5 separate regions of the Sus scrofa genome follow, and regions 1, 2, 4 and 5 are each linked to region 3. Evidence: chromatin contacts called from public Hi-C and promoter capture Hi-C data. All regions are on one chromosome and are shown on one strand. The core of a region is the stretch at or near the end of the contact, and the rest is flanking DNA. Distances in the headings are between cores, read along the strand shown.

Region 1 (5,107 bases), core at 718-3,217, 380 kb after region 3:
CCACGCCGGGGGCCCCCTCGTAGAAAGTCAGGGCCCGGTCCCCAGGGAACTGCACACCCAGGTCCTGGCTTCGGCGCACCTGGCGTACCACAGCCGGCAGAAAGAGGCCGTCCCTACGCCGAGCCAGCACTCGCTGGGACCGCAGCTGCCGCAGGTCATAGCCACCACTGGTGCTGCCAGGGGGCCAGGGGCCTGGACCACAAGCTTCGGCCGGCTCATCCTCCAGGTCGGCTGAGTGCTCACTGGCTGTATCGGTGGAAGAGGAGCGGGCGGAGGTGGGTGGCTGTGGAGGCACACCCAGGGCGCCGGCCTCCTCAGGGGTCCGTGCCCGCTCTTCAGGGCCACTGGCTGCCCCGCTGCTGCCACTACCAGCCCCGTGCTCCTCCACATACTTCTTCTTGGGTGCTCGTGACTTGAACGTAGCCGTCTTTCGACTGAGTGAGGGCTCCCAGCGGCCTGCTTCCCCCTCCAACTTGGGTTCCTCGGCTGGGCCTGGGGCTGGCTCGTCGGGGCGCAGTTCCAGGGGCAGGCCCTCAGCTCCAGGGCCCTGCTCGGCCTCCTCCTCTTCCCCCTCCTCAGCCTCTTCTGGCCCCGGCTGCTGCTGCTGCTGCTGCTGCTGCTGCTGCGGCGCCTCATCGTCTTCCTCCTCTGGCTTGTCACCCTCCCCAGCACCTCGCCGCCTCAGGGCCTTGGCCCTGGTAGCTGGTGGGGACTTGCCACCAGTGCCAGAACCTGGGAGGCCAGCACATGCCTTCTTCATTGGCTTCATCTTTTGTCCACCTGCAGGGTGAAAGGGCAGACGGGGATCATTGGAAGCAACTCAGGAAGACTCCCAGACCCCGTTTTCCCCAGGACTTTCCACTTGCTGAGGCCACTGCCTCACCTCCACAATCTCCAAGGTCTCCTTCCTGGCTGCCCCTGGCCGGCACCCAGACACAGACTGGCACCCATCTGCCTCCTGTGCAGAGAACAGAGTAGGTGCAAGCACACACTCTGACTGCCCCAAGGGGACATGACAAGCAGTAACAGTTCATGCCTATGGAGCACTAACTTTATGCCAAGCCCTGGGCTAAGCCTGACTTTATTAACCCATTTCAGCATCACAACAACCCTAAGAGGCAGGTGCTACTATCAGCCCCATTCCACACTTGAGGAAAATGGAGCACAGAGAGATCAAGCAACCTGTCTAAATTCATCCAGCTAGGAAAGGGCAGAGCTAAGATCTGAACCCAGGCGATCTGGCTCCAGTCTGTGCTCCTAACCATTTCAGTGTGCTGCCGCCTGTCACATGATCCAGAGGGCACACTTCCTTGCACTGTCACTGTCCAGAGAGCACGCACACTCACACACACACATGCACAGGCACACAGTCACAGAAAGGGAGGTAACGGGGCTGTGATGGGAGCCTCTCTCTACCACCACCCCCCGACCCCCATGGGCAGCCTGGGCATGGCCAGGCATTGTGGGAAGGAGTGCGTAGCTGAGAGTCCCAAGGGACAGCTGCCCACGTTGCTCTGCACCCCAGGCCTGCCAGGTATAGCTGTCTCCCCAGATCCTGGCAGGGAACAGGCAGGGGCAAGTCTGGGGCAAAAGCTCATACCCAATGCTGCCACGGGGCCGTGAATAAGCACACACATGCCCACAAAGCCACACACACACACACACACACACACACACGCACACACAGAGGCACGCACACGTCATCACACAGTGGGGCACAGAGCTACACCCCAGGGTTTCACTGTCCCACTGGATGGAAGCCTGCCCCTCCCCCCACAGCACCCAGTATGATACCCGAAAGCCCAGCCCCCTCTTCTGACCTGCTTGCATCCCCGCCCTGGCTGGGCTGGCTCTGGCAAGGTGGCGGAGCCGACCGGGCCCCCCTGGCCCCCAAATATGCCCTCAGACTCCAGGTGGGGGTAAGTAGGAGAAGGTCAAAGAAAGCAGGACAAGCCCAGCAGACCAACCTCACCCACTTCCTGAACAGTCATTACTGCCCGCCCCCTTTCAAGCTGCCCTGAGAAAAGAGAAGGGAAAAAACTTTACTCTAAAGTGACTAAGAGAACCTGAGAGGCCCAAAGGGGGGGCCTCTTGGAGAGTTGGGGGACCCAGGACCATAAGACAAACACAAGCAGAGGCAACCCTGACTTCAGGCTCCTACGGTATCCCTGACCACATGCTCTCCTACTTGGGGCCTGCTGCTCCCTTGGGTCCTGCAGTCCCAGTTGGCCCCTTCTCTGAGCCATACCTAGGGTCCTCACAGGCAGAGGCTGGAGGGCCCGGGGCTTCTCACACTGGGACAGGAACCCAAGTGCCCAGGAGTCACCACCACCACCTTCTCCCCACTGACCTGCTGGGCCCATCATCCTGAGGACTGAGATCCAGCCCCAACACAAACCTTTGCAGACCCCACCCAGGGCCTGTAACTACACTGCCTGGCACCCCTGGACTCTGCTGCCCAGCCCAGCCTCATCACACCAGAAACCAAGCAGCCTCTCTCTTTCCCTTGGGGCCTACTCTCTTCCTGTCCACTCCTCTCTGGCTAACTCCTACCCAAGGCCCTGTGAGCCCTCACCTCCCTCAGAGTCTAAGCAGTAACTCCTGAACCCCGGGCCGGCCCAGGCTCTTCAGGGTCTCCTGTCCTCTGCTCCCATCGGGCCTCCTAGCACCAGTTTCTCTGCCACACTCTCTCCCATCCTGTCACCATCTCTATCTCTACCTCTCTCTTCAGAGGCCCTAGGTCCCCTCCTCAGGCACCCCTCCTTGTCAACCTCATCTATCTCTGTCACCTCTTCCCTCCAGTCACTCTCATGTCAGCCATCTCTGGACCTGTCACCTCTCCCCATCAGCTCTCCTTGTCACCCCCTCGAACTCTGTCCCCTCCCTCTCCCTGTCACCCTGATCTAGTCCTATCAGCCCTCCATTCCTGTTACCTATTTTCTGCCCAACACCCCCTCCTTGTCAGCCTTTTTCTGTCACTCCTCCTCCCCACCACCTCCTCCACTCAGTCCCCTTCCCACCATCCTACTCACGCCTTTTCCCCTGTACCCCCTCCCCGTCCCTGCCACCTGTCCCCTCTCGGCCCCAGCACCCCAAATACCCCCTGCCTGTGTCAGCCCTGGCCCCGCCCCTCACCTCGGGCTCAGCGGGGTTTCGGGGCGGGGGCCGAGGCCCCGGCTCGGTCCGGTCCGGTCCCTCCCCGCCCCCCCTCCGGCTCTCCCTCTCGATTCTCCCTTTTTTTTTACTCCAACATACAAAATGGTGAATGGACCTGCAACAGCTGGAGCAGCCAGCCAATCAGCGGCCACAACCCCGCTGACCGGCGCCATCCTAGACCAATAAGTATTCGGAGCCTGGACAGCTCCGCCTCTCACCGCCGAGCGACGCTTGCCACAACCAATCGCGCCCACCCGGCAGCGCTAGGGGGTGGGGCCAAAGTCCAAGATCGGCCTCCCTCTGGGACCGACACCAACCCGAGCCTACGACCGCCGGATCAGCCCAGGATCCCTCCCTACATGAAATGATCGGCACCAGTATTGACCAATCGTAGTCCGTCTTAGTACCGAATGACGAATACAGTACCCAGTCGCCTTGCACTCTAGGCCGGAACCCAGCCTCTGTGAGGGACAGTAGCCAATGAAATGAAAGAAGGTGGGGCTAAGGGACAGGCACTCCAATGAGAAGGCTCGGAAGGCGTGGCCTGAGCATTTGTTGACCGGCTAATCGCAGTTCCTGCTGGGAATGGTAGTCTTCTTACATCTCCGGCCCATAGTCGACAGTACAAGGCAGACTACAACTCCCATGTAACAGAGTGCTTGGAGCACCGAAGAACCCGTGCGAGGAGAAAAAGTCGAAAGGGCAGTTCCTCTTGAGTCTCACTGGACACCAGGGGCATCTTAGACCCAGGGCCCCGACTCACCCGGATTCCCGGCTCTGGCGTCGCCGCTGGCTCCTCTCAGTGGCGGCGGTAGCGGCACAAGGGGGAGGTGCGAGGAGCAGCCAACCGCCACCCTCGAGTCCCGTAGCCAATCAACAGCGGTCAGGGCGGTGCAATGACCTCACCGGGTTCTACTCTCTTACCCCTCCCCCACGTGATTGTTGCTGCTGGTAGCCGGGAGTAGGGAAGTTGAAGGGGGGGAAGGGAGGAGAACAAGTGATGTCACCTTTCCCCCGCTTGATTGGCTGTCGAGTGGCCGGGACTACAACCAATCAATAGTCTCAGAAAGTCTGGCGCGGCCCCGCGGAAAGCCCTGTTGCCACCGGGAGGGGAGAGAACGTGCGCTCCTCGGGTGGCGCGCGCTGCAGAGGAGTCAAGGCGCGCGGTGTGGCCCTGGGAACAGGTCACCTCCTCCGAGACTTTAACATTTAGGGCGGCGTAGTTTTCTGACAGCCCCTCAGGCATGGGGGCAGGGAGGCACGAGACTGTGGAAATGCAGGTCTTAATGGAGCGTCACACCGCACTTCGTGAAGAGCTACACTTTGTGAGGGTTCACACTTGAGAAAGCAAGATTTTTTGTTAAGGTGGCCCTCCACCACAATGGGAGTGGAGAGGAGAGGGACATCCCCTGTCAGTAGTAGATTCTTGCTGCCCAGATCTGGGGTTCCCACCAGGTGTGAACCTGTCGGCAGTCCATCCATACTCTCCACATTGCATTTGCCCTGGATTGCGGGTGACATAGGGGAGTCACTTGATGCATCTGATTGGTTTCCAATATACACATGGGATTGTCATCTAGTGTAAAGAATATGCCCAGCCTATTGCAGGTCCTTACTGCCTATAACGTTCACACTACCAGTGAGAGTACACTGTGACGTGGCCAATTCACTCCCGGCTAGAAAGGAGTAACAGTTAGCCAATGGGATTCATTGAGTATGAAGGAGATTCACATTCACTTTATCCATGAAATTCACATAATCCACTGTCCTGCAGAAGATTTGCTTTGACAGTGGGGGAAATTTCACTGTCTACGAGAAGTTCACATTGGGAAGGAATCTTACACTATTACTTACGCTATTATGACTATCTTATACTGTCGTATTATTACTACTATTTTAGTATCATTCTAGAAGAGAGTTTGGAGGAGAGTTTTCCATGTAGCATACATAG
Region 2 (5,206 bases), core at 2,567-5,066, 310 kb before region 3:
AACAAATCCAGGTAGTGACTGCTTCGGGCCCCTAAGAGATCACCTTGTTGGGGTCCTCAGAATATTCTGGTGATCCCATGCCTCCCCCAACCCCCATTCTGGGCTAAGGAGGTGCCTGAAATGTGCTCATAGTTCCATCCCAAAGCCAAGGAAAGGGTAAGGCTGGGGGCCCCCCTCCTGATGAGAGGTGATAACACAGCACAAACGTTAAAAACCGGGAGCCCCGCGGCCCTGCCAGAGTTCAAACTGGCCCCTTCCTCTTCCAAGCTCTGTGGTAAATGACTTCATCTCCATGAGCCTCAGTTTCCTCATCTGGAAAACGGCACAACAGTAGTTCCTTCCTATCTCAGGGCATCACTGAGACAATTAAGGAAATTAGCAAGGAAACATTCAGCGCAGTGCCTGGCAGGTTGTGGACAGGCAGTAACGGGTGGTGTTATTTGCATTAAATTTGCCTCACTGTGGTTGGGGGTTTACTGCAGATTATAAACTTGTCTAGATACGCTGCCAGTTTCTTCTGAGTCTGGGCAGGTCACTTCTCCCTCTGCCCTCCCCACCTCCCCAGCCCAGGGCTCGCCCCTCCCCTCCCGCCAGGGTCTCTGGGTGCTCCAGGCTCCTCCATCCCCGGACTCTCCCTCCACTCTTTGAAGGTAACCTCTCTCCCTGCAAGGGCACAAAGCCCTTCCACAGCTCCCCAGGGCCCTCAGGACAGCCCAGCTTCCTCTGCATGGCCCCCCACACCATGTGGACCTGCGAAACTCCACGTGTGCCACCTTCTCTTGTAGGCAGATAGGTTAGGGGTCCCCAGAGAAAGAGAACAGGTATGGCTTTCTAGACAGAAGAGAACCCAATACGTACAAAGGAAAAAAAAAAAAACAACTCGAGTTCCTGTTGTGGTTCAGGAGATTAAGAACCAGACTAACATCCATGAGGATAGGGTTTCAATCCCTGGCCTCGCTCAGCGGGTTAAGGATCCAGCTTAAGGATCCAGCGTTGTTATGACTGTGACACTTTGGCCTAAGGCATTTTGTGATCTACACTTGGCCACAATGCTCATCCTTGAATAGGTCCAGGAATTAACTCTCTTAAAGGAAGGAATGCAGAAACAAGGGAGGATCAGTTAAGAAACAACAGTGCAGCCTTGAGGCAGGGCCCTGGTTCCTCAAGGAATACACAAAACAATTCACCCTCCAGTGGTGCAGAAACTAAGTCTCCTGCCCCCCAGAAATAAGTATTTGCAAGTCATTAAACACCTCTTTACTTCACTCTGGGCCTGGGCACAAACTGTTTACTTTCCACATCACATACCCCTGAATAATCTGCCCAACAGCACTCAGGGGTCCCCTCTATGCGGGCTGCACTGACCCCCAGCCCAGGTACTCCCTTTGGGCCCTTCCCTCACAGCTCTGACCACCCTGGGCTGTCACTGGTAGAGGTGGGATCTGTCTCTCCCACCGGGTGTTTGTCAGGGCAGGACTTTTTTCATGGCTGAAGGCACACTGCCACTGAAAGGATCTAAGTAGGGGGCTGAAGCAGACAGGCTATTCATTTTTGTTTTTCTCTTTATGGCTGCACCTGGGATAGTGGTCGAATTGGAGCTGAAGCTGCCAGCCACAGCCACAGCCATGCCAGAGCAGCTTGCAGCAATGCTGGACCCTTAATGCTCACCCTGAGTGAGGCCAGGGATTGAACCTGCAGCCTCATGGATACTAGTCCGGTTCTTAACTCACTGAGCCACAACAGGAACTCCAGGCTGTTTGACCTTGAGCAAACGGGAAACCCCAAGAGGAGATGGCTGGAGTGACCTAGGGACAGGTTTTGGGTGAGACCCTGAGTGGGTGGGTGAGGTGGGGCATGGGGACCCTACCGGTCCTTGTGCAGTTTCAGGAGCCTCTTGACATCCTCTCTGCTCTTGGGGACTGGGCCGGCCCTCTCCAAGGCCTCCTTCAGGAGCTGGCTCTTCTCCAGGCCGAAGACATGAGGGGCAGCAAAGCCGGTGGCAGGTGGTGGAGGTGGCAGTGGGGGTGGTGGGGGTACAGGGGCCTGGAGACTCAAGGGAGAGGGTGGAAAAGCTACGTCCGGGAGATTTGGGGGTAGGGGAGGAGGTGGGATGATGGGGGTCTGGGGTGCAGGAGTTTCTGGAGGATGAATTGGTGGCTCTAAGGGAGGAGAGCATGGAGAAATCATTTTGGGGTCTGTGACTTGCACTGGAAGGCTTAGCAGAGGGAAGGGAAGGATCCTCCCAAATGCGTTGGTCACAGGGATGGAGATTCTGAAGGCTTTAGAGCTGAATTCCAGACTTGGGGGAGGAAGGTGAACAGAAGGACTGAAAAAATCAGGGCTAAAACCTGGAACTTTGGAAGCAGACTCAATCCCTGAGGCTGACTGAAATCACAAGGAATTTGAGAGTTAACGCGGTCCTTTAATCTGGAACCAGATTTGAGATACAGAGTTGGGGTGCAAGGCTCAAGCAGTGATACTCATTAGGAGTTAACTTATCAGGGGCTAGATTTGGAAACTTGGGGTTCAATCTCAGGATATGAAAGCTCAGACCTAGAGTAAGGCACCGAAAGCGGATTTCGAGCCACAGGATTAAAGAGTGGGAGAATTTAGGCTAGATATCCACCCCTCGCATCACAGACCCGAGTTTGGAACCTTAGCGCTGACCTTTGAGTCAGAGGTCAAGAGGTCAAAGGACATCTGGCAGGGAAAAAGGCCTAGCTGTGGAGAAAGTCCTGAAATCAGAGCGCAAAAAGAGGAGGCTTGAGGGTTCGGGAAGGCCGATAGATCGGAGGTCGTTGGGAGCCGCAACAACGCTCGGATACGGAACGGAGTCGGAAGGTAAAACACTGCTCCCCTCCCCGCAAAATGGCGACCGCGGCGCACAACCTTTCCCAAATTTCGTGGTAAGACTTGAAAGTGGTGTCCGCCCCTTTAACGATCACGTGACAAAGAACGCGTAGCGGAGGGGGAAGAGGTGGGGCTCCTAAAGAACTGCCTCCGAGGAGTCCGCCGCGAGAATTGCGTCCCGATTGGCTAGAAGCGCGTGAGGGGGCGCGGCCTTCACTGATTGGCTTGTAGCCCGGGGCGCCGCAAAAGCCAAGGGCTTGCAGTGGTCGGGCGGAGTTGTTCTGCTGAGGCGGGAACCCAAGGATCGTTTTGATTGGCAAAACCTCGGTCCGAGAGCGAGACTTACTCTGATTGGCCAAGCTACCAGGTGTCCGCGAGGGGATTGGTTTGTAGAAAGATAAAGGCGGGACCAGGAGAGGAAGTTTTGTGGTCGGCGCACAGCAACGCAGAAGGTGCCGCTTGCGGGAGCTGCGACTTGGTTCGTGAGTAGTGTGCTCAGCGGCCATTGGGATCGGGCGGGTGGAGAGCCTGGCGCCCGGGCCTTGCCGTGCCTCGGGGGGTCGGGGGAAGGAGCTATTTCTGCGCTGTGCGAGGCCAAGACTCCGCAAAGTTCTCACTCCTACCTTAACTGGCTCATACATCCGGGCTTTTTCTCCTGGGCCGCCCTTTGAGCGCGTGGGCCAGTGGGAACCGCCACCTCGGACACCCCGCCTACAGAGTGGCGTAAAGCATCCTGGGACTCGTAGTAAACCTCTCGAGATTTCCTTCACCACGCGGGCAGGAGACGCCGTGTCGTGCGTTTGCTTTGTTTTTCGAGGTGTTTGTCTTTTCCCTCCTCATTACCCACTTGACTTCCTCTTAGAAGGAAGATCTCTAAGCAGCCCACGTTGGGACAAAGGATTTGGAGAAACCCAGTTCCGAGGTTACCTTTTTTATTCTTTCAGCTCTGTCTCAGCAACTCCTTCCATGGCAGTTCCCGAGACCCGTCCCAATCACACTATTTATATCAACAATCTCAACGAGAAGATCAAGAAGGATGGTGAGTTCTGGAAATAGTTCCGACTCGAGGCTGTCCCACACTTGCCGGCCCCCTCGTCTATCCCCAGCATCCGCGTCTCTTTCTCAGTCTTCTCCAGGCAAACTCTTAGCGTAAACCCCAACCCCTCGGCTTTTGCACATGCTGCTTCCTCTGAGTTTAAGACTTCCTCAGTTGTCTTACAGCCAGCCCATTAACCTGGTAACTGTTGCCCATCCTTCGAGGTTTCAACTCAAGGAGCCCTCCTCCCGGAAGTCTTACCCCTCCCCTTTCTGCCTGCCATGCTTGCTTCTAACTTCCCTTGACTCTGAACATACCCCTTTAAGCCCTGATGGTTGTGGACTGTTTTGGGGCAGTCTCCCTGTTGGCCTTTGACCTCCCTGAGGGTAGGAGCTGGAACTGCCTTGGTCATTGTCATGGTCTCAGTGATCAGCCCACAATGACACTGTTTCATTTCAAAGTGAAAATGAGATGAATAATAATGATGGCTAACACTCTGTTTATAAATCTTGATTACATTGAATTTAAATGGCAACCCCGCAGGAAGGACCTGTTGACCCCATTTCTCAGATTAGGTAACTGGGACTCATGGGTAGTTTGATTTGCCTGAGGTCACACAGCATGGAAAAGTGAGTGAGGCCAACACCAGCCTGGAGGAATTCTGCCTGAGAACTGGATTCTTTTTTTTTTTAATTGTCTTTTTAGGGCTGCCCATTGGCATACAGAAGTTCCCAGGCTAGGGGTTGAATCAGAGCTGCAGCTGCCGTCCTGTGCCTCAGCCACAGCCACTTGGGATCTGAGCTGCGTCTGCAACCTATACCACAGCTCACAGCAATGCCAGATCCTTAACCCACTGAGAAAGGCACCCTCGTGGACACTAGTCGGGTTCATCATCGCTGAGCCACGACAGGAACTCCGAAGAACTCAATTCTTGACATTTAACATATTTTTCCATTTTCTTGAGCAAGTTACTGATCCTCATTTTTTATATAGGAAAACTGGAAAAAACCTTAATACAACGTTTGCATGGATGTTATGGGGATTATGTTGACTAAACTGCCATGCAGCTTGTTTTTATGGTACCCAGTAGTTAGTAAAGGTGTTACTTCCTGCTTATCACCTCAAGACAATTGTCAGGAGAACCAAATTGTTGAGGTTGAGTTTGAGGTTGCTGATAGTTCCTGTTGAAGATAATAAAAGAAGCCATGTAAATTTCTCATAAACTTTGGGGGGGGGCACACCTGCAGCATGTGGAAGTTCCTGAGCCAGGGAGCAAACTGTAGCCAATGCCACATTCTTTTTTTTTTTTTTTTTTTTTTT
Region 3 (5,513 bases), core at 582-3,081:
TATGTTTTGCACGCATCGCGGGTACACACCATCCTGGGTGTGTCCGGCAGCGGATGGAGGAACCCTTGGCAGCGCCCGGACGCCCCCGGGTGGTGACTCCTGAAAATCGAGAACAGTTCAATCCGGGCCATAAACTTTTCGAACAAATCATTGTGGGAAGCTGGGAGGAGAGAGGAAGTCGGACGTGGGCGAGGGGCGGGGTGTCTGGACTGGAACCTACGGGCCCACGTGAGTGTCTGTGCCGCTTCTGAGTGGGTGCTGTGTGTCTAGGTTGCTGTGGTGTAAGCCTGTAGTGTAACTGTCCCTTGTCTTTATGTTTTGATGCCTCCAGCTTGTGCCGACCTTAATAGGTACATCTACACTGCAGTTTGGTGTATTATCCCCAGAATTGATGCATCTGATCCTACACACACCATTTGTTTATCTGTATTGTGTGTGCGCCTTTGTCTACGTAGAGGGTGTGTGTGGCTTTTGTAGGCTTTAGGTATAGCCCAGTGAGCAGCGGGCATTTGCATTGTGCATATTGATAATGTACCTTACAGAAGGCTTGTTTTTTTGAGTTAGAGGCGACAGGTGGTGCAGGGTTAAACATAATGAAACTACGGCGTTTAGTAGCGCGAGGCTTAATCTGTGTATTGAGCTTGTCAATACAGACGCCAAACTAGCAAATCAGCATAGATGATTTGGGGTAGAGACCCCTGAGCTTTTGGAAGCCCTTCCGCATGGAAAGGGAATGACCGCGTACAGAGCGCCCATTCCACGTAAGATAGCAACCGGAGAGAAAGACGTCAGCGCAGCTATGATAATGGAAAGAGGGGCCCCGTGAGATGATCTATCAAAGGGGAGAGAGTGAGATTTCTTTCACAACTTTTTCCCCGTTGTTTGTCTCTGCTTTCAAACCTTCAGGACTCTCTGAAGCCAAAGAGCTGCTTTTCATAAAAGCAACTGAGTTTCTTCCAGACTAAGAACAATTTGTGTACCTAAATCTCTGTTTAGTATACTTCCCTCTACGGCGAAGTTTGTAAGGCGGTCCGTAACCAGAATAGCCAATCTGGCTAGGTTTTCCTAAAACGGTGCAACTGTACTAGCTTTACCGAGATAAGACAGGAACTACGATTGGTGGACAGATTGTTTTGAAACCGCCCTAACGGCAAGGGGAAGGTCCTTCGTGAATTCATCTCTTTCCGGTTTCCTAAAGGCAATCTTGAAAGGGGGCGGGGAGGAGTGGTTTGCGGACCCTCCATTTGATTGGTCCTAGTGGTTTTACCCGCTTGGACGCCTCCAGGGGCGGGAGATTTAGACCAATCAAGATATGTGTTACAGAGACACTAGTTTGATGAAAGGACCGCGCAGGAAAGGCCGTGGGGACCTCATTCTGAGATCTCACTGCTGATGGGTCCAGGTCTTTACTCCCTTTCCCTCATTTGACCCTACTGGAGCGGGCGCGCGAACGCTACCCAATCACCGCGCGCTCCGCCTCTCACCTTTTCCCGCCCTCCCGCTCCGGCTTCGGCATCGACGTAGGCCAACGCTTCCTCCCCGGTAGCTCCCAAGCCCTTTCAGTGCCGTTCTTTTGAAAGACACGCTCTGATTGGTCGAGTCTCTGGGCCCGCGCCCGTTGCTCCCATGCGGTGGCCAATTGGCACCCGTGTTGCATCGCACGGGGCCACGGAGGAGGGGGAGGTGGCGGCGGCGGCCATTTTGAGCCGCCGCCGCCATTGGAGTGGGGGCCCCCCCCTTTCCCCCTTCGCCTCCTGACAGGAAAGGTTTAAGGGGGACAGAGCCCTGGGAGGCCGGGCCGGGCTCGGGGGCCGCCCCGGGGGCCCGGGCCATGGATGTGCGCCGTCTGAAGGTGAACGAACTTCGCGAGGAACTGCAGCGCCGCGGCCTGGACACTCGTGGCCTCAAGGCCGAGCTTGCTGAGCGGCTGCAGGCGGCGCTGGAGGCCGAGGAGCCCGACGACGAGCGGGAGCTCGAGGCCGACGACGAACCGGGGCGACCTGGGCACAACAGCGAGGAGGTCGAGACCGAGGGGGGCTCCGAGCTGGAGGGGACCGCGCAGCCACCGCCGCCCGGGCTGCAGCTGCAGCCGCACCCGGAGCCCGGCGGCTACTCGGGGCCGGACGGACATTGTGAGAGTGCGCGGGGCGGGGGCCGGGGAGCCCGGAGTCCGGGCCGAGGAAGGGCTGTGGGACGCGGGAGTCCGGCGCCTGAGGTCGGGGAGACGATCTAAGGATCGGGGGATGCCTCTGCCCGTCGCTGAAAAGGATTTGGGGACAAGGCCCGCGGGACGACCGGAGGGCGAATCCTGGCATTCGGTGCAGGGGAGATCCTGGAATGGGGGGCGGGGGTCCTCGGTTTCGGAGATGAGGAAGGTCGGCGGGGGGGGGGGTTGTAAAGGGTTCCGCAGCCTAGGACTCGGAAACCGGAAGCTGTGGTTTCTGGACCCGAAGACAATCGGAAGAACAAGAGGTTTTCTATTTGGGGGGCTGAGGAGAGTCTTGGAAATGATGATCTTAGAGCTTGGGAGCTGTGCGAGCCCAGGCTATGAGCTAGGCGTTGAGAGCTTTGTTTTCTGGGCTGGAGAGTTTTGAGGATGGAGGATCCTGGAGTTTGCTCCTGAATGGGGGGCACAGGGACTTCTTATATTTGGTATTAGTGTGGGTTGTATGTAAGATGGGTGCTGGCGTCTGGCCGGGGAAGGTCCAATAGACTGTATGTTCTGGTGTTTGGCCTGGGAGCATTTAGGGGATGTGGGAGACCACCATGCGATTGTACTGTGAGGGACTCAGATGCAGGACTAGAAGGCCAACCCGTAGGCAGGGACAACCTGGGCATTTGGTTCTGGCAATTTGGGGACTTTCTGATTGACTTCCAGAGGCGGTATATGGAACCTTGGTGTACAGAGGCTGGTGGCAGAGAGAAGGATGCCTCCCTGGGTGAGGAACCAGGAGGTCTAGAGCTGGAAAGGCTCTGAGGACAGATAATGCAGTGGCTACTGCTGAATGGTTTTAGATTAACAGTATCTGTCGTTTGGAGAACAAGTGTAGCTGGGGGTGGGGTGCAGAAGATAACAAATTGGTGAAGTTTTGAAGTGGATGGAGTATCTGGGGGATAGAGAACCTTGTGTCCAGCAAGGAGTATGTAGCTGGTCCAGTAACTACTACAGGGGAGGGGAGAGTGTGTAGGATATGGAGGGTGAAAGGAAACCTGTTGACTTGGCTGCCAGCCTCGGGGTGGAGTGGGGGAAGTGTTGGGGGGGGGTGGCTGATCATCTCCACGAGAGGGCATGTTGGTCCCCAGAAGCAGTTATTTGTGTACCCAGGGATTGGAGGAGCCTCAAGGGGTAGCAGGGAACCTCTACATCAGCCACAAGATATGACCCTGCAGAGAGAGGATGGAGTAGATGTGTGATTTTCTGGAGAGGAGACCCTGGTATGGGAGGGACTGAATCTGGAGTTAGAAAAGGGTGGTTTTCTAGCAGGACTGGCAGTGGGGATCAGAGTGGTAAAAATTAAGTAGAAAGGATTCTGGCATCCAGAGTTTGTGTTATTTCTCTGAAAAGAAAGTACTTTGAGCTATGGGGTTAAGGAAATGAGAGCTGAGGAGTCGGGGAAGACACTAGTATTTACCTGTTGAAGAGAGATGGGATCTCTCCTGGAGCAGGGCAATGTGTAGATTTGGGGTGGGGGGCAGTTGTCTGGGACCCAGGTACTGGGGAGGGTACTTCCCCATGCAGAGACCTGTGACAAAAGGAGGAGTGGGCCAGCGTGCCTGCCTAGGGCAAGTGAGCCCCTGCCAGGAATGCCTAGGAAGAAGGGCCAGTGGCTGGAGGTATCTGCAGAGGAAAGTGAAGTGCTTTAGAGGACAGGCTCTAGACTCAGATTTTCTTTCAAATCTGGCTCCATGGCTTGGGCAAGTCACTTCACCTCTGTGAGCCCTGGTTTCCTTGTGTGTAAAATTGGGATAATAATAGTGTCTCCAGTGTTGTTATGAATGAGATCACATGTGTAAGAGGCTTAGCACTGGGCCTGCCTATTATTAGGAAGTGGATGTTTTAGAGAGCAGAGAAGGGCCCCAGAATCATAGCTTCTCTGGGCGAGGCTTCCTCTGTGAGCACAGAAGAGAGTCTCAGATGTGAGGCTTTTATGGCAAGAAGAATACTGTGCTTAGCGCCTGGAAGAAACAAAATAGTTTGAAAGGGCCCCCTGTGTTTGTTCTACTTAAGGAGTTATTCTATGTCTTCTTTCTCCTCTACTCCTTAAAACAAAATCCTTTGAGCCCCTTTTATGCCCTCTTCCAACCCTTTCTTCAGCCCTGGTAAACAGACCTATGGCAAACCACGTGATCTGTGACTTTCCTCCCTTTGGGCTGCACCTGGTTTGTACCCAGATATATTTGTCCTCTGAGAAAGGATCCAATCAGTTAGCAAGCAGAATAGTCTCCTTCCCTGTGGTTCTGCCTCACTGGTCCTGGCATAGCCACTAGTAGGGCCCTAGAGGCACCTAGCAGAGCTTACCCCTGGGGTGGAGAACCCACTTGCTGCTTATCCTAGGTTTCCACAGTTCTCTCTGGGTTTGACTACAAGGTTCTCCTTGAGGGAGTTTCAGGTTTTAGTCCCACCTCTGAGCTTTCACATGTGTTATTCCAGCCCCAGGAATGTTTTTTCCACTCTGATCACTGAGTTATCATCACCTGTGTGTCCTTTGAGTGAAGTTATCTGTTGCTTTTCTGGATGCCTGATCTCAGTCCCTGGTACTTCATCATAGCCTTTAACACAAAATTTTTGTGCATAGGTATTTGTTTAATATGTCTTTCACTAAATTGAAGGCTTCATTGGGGCAAGTTTATTCTCGGCTGTACCTCAGCATCTGGTGTATAGTATGTACTCTGTGCATAGTTGATTTTGTTCTTGCCATCTTTCAATTGGCTCTTCCTAGACCCTCACAACACTTTCCTGAAACCTTTCCCACCTGACTCCAAATATTTTAGGAGTTATCCATAGTGAGTCTGAAGGCCACTGTTAAACAGTTTCTTTCCTTCCTCCCCCATTTTCCCTTCACCTGAAATGGTTACCCCTTTTCAGTAAGCTATTGCAGAGTGGAAGAGCTATGCAGCTGGGAATAGTGAATTGGGTTGGACAGAGGACTAGCTTGTGCTCTGAACAATTTTTTTTTTAAGGTTGTACCCTCAAGGCAACTCCCTAAGCATTCATTATACCATGTCAGAGAACAACTAGGCAGGTGGGTTTTATTTTTATTTTATTTTTAATTTTTAATATTTGGCTGCACTCGCAGCATGCAAAAGTTCCAGACCAGGAATTGAACCCATGCCACAGACAACGCCGGATCCTTAACCTCTTAGGCTGGTGGTTTTTAAACTGCTCCATGGAATCCCGGGGGGTCTGTGGAGCTGCTCCCCACCCTAGTGGGGACTTAGAGACAGGTCAAGCTGGACCCCTTCTCTCACTCTCCTATCTCCTTGCTTCAACCAGAGCAGTTTCGCTTCATTTG
Region 4 (5,608 bases), core at 744-3,243, 360 kb before region 3:
TAACCCAGATCACACATACACAACTATAAATGCACACAATCACTCAGTATCAACACATAGAGCTTGATATAGTCATTTATACTACCCTGGTCCCACACACAGATGTGGCCATGAGCACACAACTACAGACATCCAAGTCACAGTGCCAGCACACCTGTCACATGTGACTTTATCGACAATGGCAGCCATACACCAAAGTTGCAGGCACAGTTGTGTGTCATACCAACACGTGTAACACACATACAAAATCAGAGAGACAGTCACACTCAAAGCCACGAGGACAGTCAACACACACATGGACACAGAGTCCTAGACACAACTCCACTTACAGTCACAACTCCACCCACATCTTTAGTCACATCTTCACACACAGGCCCAGCCCCAGACCCAACAGATAACACTGTCACACAGCCAGTTAGAATTACCATGCATGGGGTCACAAAAGACATCGTCATGGACACAACCACACAGTCACTACCATGCACACACTCCAACACAGACAGACTGAAAAGCAGAGGGTTCTGCAGTGAGCAGCAGTCATACACAACCACACAAATGCTGGGATCACACACAGACACGATCACAGACGCTACCATACCCAACCACAAGCATGAAACACACACACAAATTCCTCATAGTTGCCAGCTGCAGCTCGCTCTCTCTCTCGCTCTCTCTCTCTCACACACACACACAAACACACACACACACACACACACGCAGGCAGCCACAGTCACAAATACACAGGGTCACACTCTCAGCCACCTCCCCATCAATTGCTTGCTTCCCTGCTTCCCCCCAGGTACCATACATACACAAAGCCTCCATCACCGCAGACGCTGCACCCCCAGCACCGGGTCCCTGGGGAGCCGCCCCCTGGCCCAGCCTGAATCCTGGAGCTTAGGGGGCCAGAACCCAGAGGGGAGGTGGCGCATTGTCTGCAGGTGGGGCCCCTCCCAGACAGCTGGGCAGCCCCAGGGACAAAGGGGGCGGCCCAAGAGACCTGTGCCCTGGGACCTTTGACCAAGCCTTTGGGGGTGGGTGGGGGGTTGCCTGAAATCTCCCCTATTTTATTCAGGCTTTGGGCGGGCAGAGGGGGTATGGAGTCCCAGGCACAGAGACCTTGTTTTGAGAAGGGGCTGTTCCCAGGACGCCGCCCAAGGACTCGGGGGGGGGGGGGGGGGAAATGCTGTGCCCAGGGCGCCTCTGAGGCCTGGGATCAGACTGTGCCTGGAATCCCCCCAAGGCCTTGGCTTGGTGGGGCAGCAGTGCCCAGGGACCCCATTCTCAAGACCTTGCCTAGAGGGTTGCTGTGCTCAAGAACCCCCTCAGGCAGGGAGGGGTAAGGATTGCATCCGGTCTGGAATCCCTTCCTGGAGGCCTTGGCTTGATATGGGGGCTGCGTCTCAGACCCCGTCCCCAAAATCTTGCCTAGGGAGTTGTACCTAGAATCTGTCCCCCTGCCCTTGATTTTTTTGAGAGGGAGGTCTGTGTCCGGAATCCCTATCTCCAGGTCCTTGGCAAGAGAGGGCCTGTGCCGGAGACCCCTGTCTCCCAAGATCTGGCTTGGTGGGGAGTCTCTTCCTGGACCCCCACCCGGGACCACCCTCCTCAGCCTTGGCACCCTCTCTCCATCCGGGCGCCGCGGCCTCCTCCCACCCTTCGCCACATCAGCAGCGGCGCCGCCCCCCACCCGAGCCCCCCTCTCCCGCCCTTCTCACGCTGGCCGCCGCGCTGCGGGACATCCAGGGTCCGGGCGCCCCCGCCTCCCGCGGCCCCAGCTGGGCCCGGATCCCCGAAAGCTGCTGCTGCTCCTGTGGCGGCGGCGGCAGCTCGGTCTGACGCGGGCCCGGGCCGGGGGCCGGGAATGGTGCGGGATGCACGCGCGCTAGCCTGCTCCGCTCCCGGGAGGATTCCGTTCCAGGGGCGGGGGAGCGCCCCTCCCGCCTCTGCTCCCCGCCCCAGCCCCGCCCATTGGCCCGCCGCCTGCTGGATATGCTGGGAGGCCCCGCCCCTTGACCAGCAGGCCACGCCTATACACAAATAAGACTCCGCCTTCTCCGGTGTGGCCACCGCCCCGCCACGCCCATTGGCCAGTGCTGGGCTGAGCATGCACGTGAACACAGCTGAGACCTTCCCCCGAGGTCGGTCCAGGCGTGAGAGCCCTTCCCTTCCGTGACCCCCGACCTCAGATCCCCTTAAATTCCGTGTCCGAAAGAGTCGCCTCTGGAGACGCCTTGCAGCCCCACATTCCCAAATCTTCTAGCTAACCCCACAGTTCTCCCAGCCCAGCGGGGGCGGGCAGAAGCGGTGACGAGGCACTTTTTGCTGGGAAGGGGAGGGGGAATGGACTGGACCCGGAGCGCGATCGGTTCAGCTTTGGGGGCGAGGGCGCCAGGCTGGGACCCGGGCGCGGTTGTGGCCGCCCCAGTGCCCCCCCACCATCCGCTCCCCGCCCAGTCCTGTGGGTTTGGCAAAGCAGCTGGCCGGGGCATTAAGGCCCATTAGCAAAAGCAAGGTTGCTGGGAGCCGAGGAGAAGGAGCCAAGAGACTGGGAGGTGGTGTGTGTGTGCTGGGGGGGGCATGTTCTCAGCTGCCGCAGCCTTCGGAGCAGGTGGTCAGCACGTGCGGGAGGGGCGGGGGGGGGGTAGGGAAAGGGGAGAAGGAGGTTCCCCGCAACAGATGGCCCAGGCAGGACTGGGGCTTTCAGACAAGAGGGTGGGAGGGGGCTGGCCATCTGCACCTGGAGGCAGCCTGTGAGCTCCCCCCCTCCCCTCCAGGAGCAGAGAAAAGAGCTGGGGGAAGGGGAGGGCCACTTTTATTAGGACTAAAAGTTTAATCTCACCCCCATGCCCTCCCCACCACACAGAGAGGATGGAAGTGGGGAGAAGGCAGCTGGTGCGGGAGTGAGGGAGGCAAAGGTGAAGGCTGCCCCCACCACCCACCGCCTCTCCTCTTTCACTGGCCACATCTGTGGGAGACCTGAGGCCGAGGTGAGGGACTCCCTCTCAGGATGTGTCTGGTTCTCCGCGATGGCAGTGCACAGGGGCCTAAGGCTTTCTCAAATGTTGGCAGAAACAAATTCATATCTGGATAGAGTGCCCACATGCCCCCTTCGCAGTGGGGAGAGCAGGATATGGTGCCATGAAGCTGGGAGTTCCCTAGTCCCGGGGTTCCCCAGCCCTGGGTGAGCCAGGGAGCTAGGCAAGACTGGGAAGCCCAAGGGCGGGGTCCCCAGAGCTGGAGCAGCGTGGGAAGGAGGCCTCATAGCAGGGGATGGCCTGCCGTGGGGCTGGAGTCCCTGAGAGAGATGGAGCTCTCTGAGGGGTCTGAGCAGACATCCCCTCTGGTCAAGAGGCTTTGGGTGGTGGCTACGCCTGGCGACTGGCCCAGTAGCGGTGGTAGGTGTCCTGGAAGAGGTCCCGGCAGGCAATGTGGGCACGGAGGCGGGAGCAGGCCAGGAAGGCCCCTGCCAGCTTTCGGTGCAGGGCATAGGTCTCTTCGGGGGGTGGGCGAAGCCGGTGCTGCAGCAGCACAGGGATAAGGCCCTGCACGCGGCGGGCAGTGTCCCCCGCCCCAAAGTCGTAAGGGCCCTGGGTGGCGAAGGGTTCCCCAAGGATCATCACCGCTTCCACGTGGGCGTCAGAGAATGCCTGGGGGTCGGGGAGACCAGAGGCACCCAGTGTAGACAGACAGCCCTCCATCCCCCCAAGACCCTCCAGAACAAACACCAGCCCCCAACTCCCCGAAGCAGAATAGGCAGCCTCCACCCCTTCCAGAGCCCCTAGGAGACAAGGAGCCACCTGCTCCTCCCCAAAGAAAGAGTCCTTCCTGCCCTCTCAGGGACCCCAGTAGACAGGTTGCCCCCACTGCCTCTAGAACAGAGAAGCTGCCTCCATTCCCCAAGCCCTGGTATCCGGTATCCACCAGCAGACCTGCTCCCTCCCCTAGAACAGATAAGTGGTGCCCTCTTTCTCAGGGTTCCTGAGTGGCCAAGCAGCCCCAGGGCCCCCAGTAGAGCTAAGCAGCTCCCCATTTTCTCCAAGAGACAGCAGCCCCTACTCTCCCAACCTTGGTCTCAAAGCCAGTGAGGAATCTGAGATCCCTCGACTTCTGCAGGACCCGGTCTCGGTCTCCATTGGCTGCAGCCATCACCACCTGGGGAGACAGGTGTGGGCACAGGGTCAGAGGGGTTCAAGGGGGGGTTTGGAGGTGGGATCTACTTAAGCCCTCTCACCTAGAGGCCTCCCCCTGGCCTCCTTACCGCTGTCTGTGTCTCTCTCAAGACTGTTCCAGAGCCTACAGCTGGGCTTTGGTGGTCAGGGGTTCTGCCCACTTGGCCGGGAAGGCAGAGTCTGCCTGGAAACCACCCCCAGGGAAATAGCACAGAGGAAAACAGATGTCAGGTGCCGCCCGTGGGTCCAAACACTCAACTGGGCCAGGATGGGACCATGACCTGGACCTGCCTCTGAGGCTGCCCCTGGGCCATCTCTGTGATCACCTTGTTGAGGTCTGGTTCCTGCCCTAGACTTGGAGCCCCAGGAGAGCAGGGATCCTGGCTGGGTTTAGTCCCAAGGGCACAGGGTCCTGCACTGAGGAGGCCCTCGGTAGAAACCTTTGTGTGACAAGTGAGGGTGCAGAGCTGAGCGGCGCTCCAGCCATGGGTTCACGTGGGGCGTGAAGGGCACATGGACAGACAGACAGAAGCGGGAGCCAGCCTGCTTGGGCTCCGTCCCGATTCTGCCATTGGCTGGCTGACTCCGGGCAAACGGCTTTGCCTTTTGGGCCTCCGCTGTTCTCATCTGTCAAGTGGGAATGATGAAAGTGTCTGCCCTGTGGGCTTTGGGAGGATGAAGGCATAGCTGCAGAGTGCTGAGCACAGTGCCCGCACAGTGTAGGAAACGCCGTAGCTATCACAAGCCGAGATTATTACTAGGAGGTCGATCCTCTCCTTATATGAGGGTCCCCACTTCCCAGCGAGGAAACAGGCTCAGAGTGGGGAGCAGCCCCCGCGAGGTGGGGAACTGGGGTGAACCCTTTACCACCGAGTTGCCCCTTCTTGGGAGAAAGGGGGATACAGGATTAAATCAGGCAGTTCTGTTCTGTCCCAGCTCCCCCTGCCTGAGCCTGTCTGGCCATCTGTCACGCCTGTGGTCCTCAGGGGGCTGGTGTGACAGGGCTTTTTTCAACTGGAAAAGGCTGAGGAGGTGGCAGGAGGGCCATGCTAAACAGGCCTGGGGGGGAGGGGCAGGGGACGTCCCAGCTACCCAGAGAGGCCAAGGCTTTGTGCCTCAGGTGGCCTAAGGAGCCTCTGAGCGGGCGAGCGGGGTGGGGGGTGGGGTAACTAGTTCCTTTGTGTCTCCATCTAAGGGGTGGCCCCACCATCCCCCAGGCCTCAAGCCCAGAGCCCTGGGCCTTGTCCCTGACACCCCTCTTCTCCCACCTCGGCTTTCCTGGACTCCCAGGCTTTTTTTCTTTCTTTCTTTTTCTTTTTTTTTTTTTTTTTTTTTAATGGCGCCATCCTGGTCTGTCTTAAAAGATCACTTGTAATTCAGGAGTTTCCTAATTCTGGATCCCTCCCCTGCTCCAGGGCAAACCTGCCTTGCGTGGT
Region 5 (5,363 bases), core at 1,490-3,989, 340 kb before region 3:
TCCCAGTGCACTGACCCATTCTGTCCTCACACTCCCAGGAAGACATTTTATAGAAAAACCTCTATTTTACAGGAAAGGAAATTGAGGCTCTGAGAAGTTAAGTAACTCATCCACAGTCACAAAGTAAGATACAGCACAGTCACTCCCGGGCAGCCTGGTACCAAAGCTCTAACTAGTGCATTTGACTCCTTTATACTGTACATCAGTTGTTTTTTTTTGTTTGTTTGTTTGTTTTTTTGCTTTTTAGGGCCCCACCCACGGCATATAGGGGTTCCCAGGCTAGGGGTCAAATCAGAGCTACAGCTGCCCGCCACAGCCACAGCAATGGGGGATCTGAGCCATGTCTGCAACCTACACCACAGCTCAAGGCAACGCCGGATCCTTAACCCATTGAGCGAGGCCAGGGATCAAACTGGCAACCTCATGGTTCCTAGCTGGATTCATTTCCACTGTGCCATGACAGGAACTCCCTGTAAATCAGTCTTTTTAAAACTTGAACCATGATCCACAGTAAAGAAGACATTTGCATTATGACTGATAGAGTAAGTTTGTATGTTTCATGAACCAGACTTTCCTCTACACGTGCACTCATATTTTCCATTCTATTCTTCTTCTTCTTTTTTTTTTTTTTTTTTTTTTTTTTTGGCTGCCCTAAGGCACATGGAGTTCCCAGGCCAGGGATCAGATCTGAGTTGCAGTTGTGACCTACGCCACAGCTGTAGCCACAGCATATTCTTTTTTTAATGCTGGTTGCAACCTACTAAATTATTTCACACAGATTGTAACCTGAAATTTGACAACCTGGTGTCACCTCACCTCCCTAGCCCCCATTTCCTCATCTCTAGAATGGAAACAAACACTCACTGATTCAGCGCAAAGAGATCACATGTGCATGGGGCCCTGCACATCCCAAGTTCTCAACAAAGGCAGGGTTCCTCTCTGTTTCTCTGGGTTTGGCCAGGCTTTGCCTTCATTCTCTTTCCATCTCTCCCTCCTCTCTCCGTCTCTGATTCACTCTCTCCCTTGCTTCACTCGGTAAATGTCACCTCCTTGGATCTAGGTCACAGTCTCCCACAGTCACACCTACCCCCAAAGTTGGCCAAGCGGCTGATGCGCGAAGCCGGCACCTTGCGTTCTCGAGCACGGTCACTCAGCTGGGAAACCGGGCGAAGGTGTGAGCAGAGAAAGATGGACATCGGGCCCAGGGAGCCCAACCAGCCTGCCACCACACCCTTCCCCAAGCTCGGTAGGCGAGGTGCCTTCCTGGGGTATTGCTGGATGGGCGATAGTGATACCTGGGGCCGGGGCGTCTTCCTGATTCGTGCCTCCCGTGCCTTGCGAATGTCCTCCTCACCCAGACCCCTGCCAGGCCCATCCTGATGAAGTTTTTGGGCCCAGGAACCCCCACGTGGCCCCTGCAAAAGACGTGAACACTGGGAAGGAGTGGAGGACATAGGGTCCACCTGGCCCTTTTGGTTCCCTCCCTGTCCTTTGACTCCCTGAAGCCTCCCCCAGCCTCATCCCCTGGGAGACCCCCTCCCAAGCCTCTTACCCAGCAGCGGGGCCCAGGCCCCAGGGCCCCACAGGGCAGACCAATAGTCCGGCCCAGGTGTCCACAGGTCCCTCGCAGTGAGCCCCCTACCTCCAGCCACATTGTCTGGGGGAGAAGAGGAGGAATTATTCGGGTAGGAGTTGTGGAACTGACCTCCCTGCTCTGTCGGCCTTTGCCAAGCCCTCACATTCTTCTGCGACCACGCTAAGATTCCCACCCCTCAAAGACTTCCTCCTCTGTTAATAGGACCCCTAGTTGCTAGGAACCCACGGCTCTTCCTGCACACCTCTCCAAACCACTCTCCTGCGGTCCCACTCACCGCTCCTGCGGTCCCACTCCCCGCCGTTGCCAGGATCCTACCCCCCGTCCTCCGTTGCTAGACACCCACAGGTCCTCCAGGGCTACCTCTCCACTCCTCTGAGCACCCCCTTGTTGCTAGGCACCGCCTTCCCCTCTGTTGCCAGGCACCCACAATTCCTCCCTCCCCCCCCCCCCCGCTACCCCCGTAACTGGGAACCTCCCCCGGTTGCTAAGCACCTACGGTTCCCTGGCTCTGGGTGCCCTACGCACGGGGCCTCCTGCGCTTCCGGGACTCTCCGTAAGCCCGCCCCCTCCGGTCAACTAGCCAATGGCGCAAGAGAAGCTCGCTGACTGGCATAACATACTCTCCGCCGCGCGTGAGGGGGCAGGGCCAGGGGCGGGGCCTAAGGATGGGCTAGGGCACTACCCCGGCGCTCATGTGCCATTTTATGCCCTTCCACTCACTTCAAAGTGCCTTGTACACGGCAGACTTTTCAGTTTCCTACAAGTCTTTTCGGCAAACATCCCTCTCCTTTACAAACTCCACACCTCTCCTTTGCGGGAACATTTTGTTATTCTCACTTTTCTCCTTTCCCCAGGAGACTCAACAGCTCTTCTTTGAACGCCCGTCTTCTCAGCAAACATTTCTCTTGCACAGAGCCCCTCCACTTTTCACACTCACCCTCTGCTTCAAATACCCACATCACATCCTATACCCACACCCTCTCCCTTGCACTTCTAACCCTTCTGTCTTGCTCACCAGCTGTTTCCCTCCGTGTGCATAAACCCCCTCCCTCACCCTCAGCCCCAAGCACACTGGACTCCTGTTCCCTCGTACACCCTGCTCTCTCTGCTCCCCGCCCACCTGCAGGATGGTGTGAGTGGGAGCCCTCTGTTTCCTGTAGGCCTGACATTTCCCAGAACACACTCAGCCAAGATTCCCAGTGCTGACTCAGGAACCTTGGCATCCCAGAAAACCAGCTCCCAGCCCATCTGGGTGTGTGTGTTGTTGATGGGGGAGGGAGGACAGGCTTAAAGCCTGCTCCCCCTACAATAGTCTGACTCACCTCTCTTCTCACAGTCTGGAATAGAGGCAGCTGGCTGGGGCATCTCTCCCACCCCTGGGAGAAGAAGGGATGTGACGCTTCCCCCCACAAAACCCGCCCTGACCCTGTCTAACCCCCTATGTCAGAAATCAAATCTCCCTGTCTCTGTGCTATGTGACCTCAGAAGAGACTCAACCCTTTCTAGATCTCAGCTTCCCAGACTGTATGATCCATTAGGGGGCTCCTGCTACAACTTCTTATTGGTCTGTAAAAAGATGACTCATTTTAGGGCCCTGGGCCTGTTCCTAATGTCCCTTTCCAGGTGACTCAGTTTCAGAAACCACCCCCTGTACCCCTCCACACATAAGGGTCTGACTCAGAGCTAGGTGGCAGCTCACCCTTGGGGGCAAAAATACATAAATAGCACCTATGACAATAACTAACCCTACAGGGCTGTGGCTGATGATACCAAGCCTGGCACCACATGCTTCATATACATGAGATCATATCAGATAGCCTAGGGCTACAAGCAAAGCCTACAGGCTGGCAGAGCTCTGAGCCTTAATGTCCCCATTGGTAAAATGGGGTCCTGATATCCCCCCTTGTTCAGTGTTACCGAGAGAGAGACATGAAATGAAATAGTTCCTGTAGAGAGCTTGGCACGGGACCAGAACAGAACTATACATGAGAGAAATTTCTTAGAGAAAACCATTCTTTTCCACATTTTCAGTACACCCTTACCACATGCTTTTCTAGGCACTGGGGACATAGCAAAGCAAAAATCTTTGCCCTCTTGGTGCTGGCTTCTGGCGAGGGGCACAATAAAATAAATACGTATATGTAATAAAGTGGCATGTGCTACAGAGAAAAATAAACCAGGGGAGGGCGGGGAGAGAAGGGAAGACTGTGTTTGAATAGAGCAGTCAGGGAGTTTCCTGGTGGCTCAGCAAGCTGAAAATCCAGCCTTGTTGTTACTGCTGGGGCTCTGGTTTGATCCCTGACCTAGGAACTTCCACATGCCATGGGTGTGGCCAAAAATAAATAAATAAATAAATAAATAAATAAATAAATAAGGTGGTCAGGAAAGGTCTCATTGAGGAGACATCATCTGAGTAAAGACCCGAAGGAGGTGAGGAATGAGCTATTGAAATAGTTGACAGGGAGTTCCCCTCATGGCTCAGTAGAAATGAATCTGACTAGTAACCATGAGGATGCAGGTTCGATCCCCGGCCTCGATCAGTGGGTTAAGGATCTGGCATTGACGTGAGATGTGGTATAGTTCGAAGACACGCCTTGGATCTGATGTTGCTGTGGCTGTGGTGTAGGTTGAAGATGTGGCTCAGATATGGTGTTTCTTTGGCTGTGGCGCAGGCTGGTAGCTGCAGCTCTGATTCGACCCCTAGCCTGGGAACTTCCGAATGCCGCAGGTGGCCCCCCCCCCCCGCCGCCCAAAAAAAGAAGAAATAGTTGAGGGAAGAATGTTCCAGGCAGAGGAAATAACCAGAGCAAAGTCCTTGGGGTGGGAGATATCCCAAAGAAATAGCAAAGAGGCCAATGGGCAGAGTGAGTGAGGGGAAAAGAAGAAGCAGATGAGGTCTGGGAGGTAACAAGCCAGCTCAGGTGGCTACTGTGAGTCATGGTGAGGACTGGGGCTTTTCCCTGAGTGGGATGGGAACCACTGAGGATTCTGAGCAGAGGTAGGACAAATTTAGGGAAAATATTCTTACTTTCAGCTCTTCTTCCAACACCCCCAGCCTCCAAAGCAAGTTATATCACTCAGGAGGGACCAAAAGTCCAGATTTCCTTTTAGGTGGGCTTTGGTTCAAATCTACGCAATTTAGATGTGTGATCTTAACTCACCGCTTTGCCTTTCTGAGCCCCTGTTTTCCTAATGGTGCAGTGGCATTGATGGTGATCCCTGCCTCACAAGATGTGGGATGTAAAGAGGTAAGTACAGGAGTTCCCATTGTGGCGCACTGGAAACAAATCCGACTAGGAACCATGAGGTTGCCAGTTCCATCCCTGGCCTTGCTCACTGGGTTAAGGATCCGGTGTTGTCATGAGCTGTGGTGTAGGTCACAGACACGGCTCGGATCTGGTGTTGCTGTGGCTGTGGTATAGGCCGGCAGCTGTAGCTCTGATTGGACCCCTAGCCTGGGAACCCCCATACACTGTAGGTGTGGTCCTAAAAAGCAAAAAAAAAAAAAAAAAAAAAGGTAAATACAGCACCTGACACAAAGCCAGGACACAAAAGTAAATGCTGCTGTAAATAAATAAAAATCCCCATGACAAACCCTTTTACTGATGTGGAAAATGAGGCTCAGAAGAGTTAAGTCTCTTGTTGGAGATAGGATTTGAGACCAAGCATTCTAGCTTCAGTGATTAAGACCCTGGCTTTGCCCCTCATTTAACCTCATTTGACCTTAGACAACTTCTAGGTTTTTTTTTTTTTTTTTTTTTTTCTT

The links. Promoter capture Hi-C pulls out the DNA fragments that hold promoters and counts their contacts. Hi-C and Micro-C count contacts between places; a contact is called where the count stands out from the background.
Region 1: a Hi-C map of liver shows a contact between it and region 3, with 4 times the contacts expected there. The contact joins the promoter of CIC here to the promoter of HNRNPUL1 in region 3. A contact is called at or near these places in 1 of 5 promoter capture datasets (fetal liver) and 1 of 47 Hi-C or Micro-C datasets (liver).
Region 2: a Hi-C map of subcutaneous adipose tissue shows a contact between it and region 3, with 1.5 times the contacts expected there. The contact joins the promoter of SNRPA here to the promoter of HNRNPUL1 in region 3. A contact is called at or near these places in 4 of 47 Hi-C or Micro-C datasets (epiblast stem cells, heart right ventricle, liver and 1 more).
Region 4: a contact with region 3 is called in a promoter capture Hi-C map of liver, with 3 times the contacts expected there. The contact joins the promoter of NUMBL here to the promoter of HNRNPUL1 in region 3. A contact is called at or near these places in 1 of 5 promoter capture datasets (liver) and 1 of 47 Hi-C or Micro-C datasets (heart right ventricle).
Region 5: a contact with region 3 is called in a promoter capture Hi-C map of fetal skeletal muscle, with 2.8 times the contacts expected there. The contact joins the promoter of COQ8B here to the promoter of HNRNPUL1 in region 3. A contact is called at or near these places in 2 of 5 promoter capture datasets (fetal skeletal muscle and liver), 1 of 47 Hi-C or Micro-C datasets (liver) and 1 of 2 datasets of contacts at active chromatin or transcription factors (alveolar macrophages).

The regions. Positions count from the first base shown.
Region 1 is chr6:49,662,179-49,667,285 of Sscrofa11.1, forward strand. CIC (protein capicua homolog) reads right to left here and starts at 1,968. Exons shown (of 22, transcript XM_021094423.1): 1 at 1,821-1,968; 2 at 7-780; 3 at 1-4. The coding sequence starts at 1,830.
Region 2 is chr6:48,968,052-48,973,257 of Sscrofa11.1, forward strand. SNRPA (small nuclear ribonucleoprotein polypeptide A) reads left to right here and starts at 3,817. Exons shown (of 7, transcript NM_001077222.1): 1 at 3,817-3,889. The coding sequence starts at 3,817. It overlaps C6H19orf54 (UPF0692 protein C19orf54 homolog), which reads right to left and starts at 2,993. Exons shown (of 4, transcript XM_005655850.3): 1 at 1,868-2,993. The coding sequence starts at 2,187.
Region 3 is chr6:49,278,465-49,283,977 of Sscrofa11.1, forward strand. It overlaps HNRNPUL1 (heterogeneous nuclear ribonucleoprotein U-like protein 1), which reads left to right and starts at 1,832. Exons shown (of 17, transcript XM_021094416.1): 1 at 1,832-2,132. The coding sequence starts at 1,832.
Region 4 is chr6:48,916,202-48,921,809 of Sscrofa11.1, forward strand. It overlaps NUMBL (numb-like protein), which reads right to left and starts at 1,994. Exons shown (of 10, transcript XM_021094402.1): 1 at 1,719-1,994. The coding sequence starts at 1,742. It overlaps COQ8B (atypical kinase COQ8B, mitochondrial), which reads right to left. Exons shown (of 15, transcript XM_013988587.2): 14 at 4,069-4,155; 15 at 2,799-3,650. The coding sequence ends at 3,369.
Region 5 is chr6:48,936,455-48,941,817 of Sscrofa11.1, forward strand. It overlaps COQ8B (atypical kinase COQ8B, mitochondrial), which reads right to left and starts at 2,740. Exons shown (of 15, transcript XM_013988587.2): 1 at 2,718-2,740; 2 at 1,553-1,657; 3 at 1,296-1,433; 4 at 1,088-1,154. The coding sequence starts at 1,654.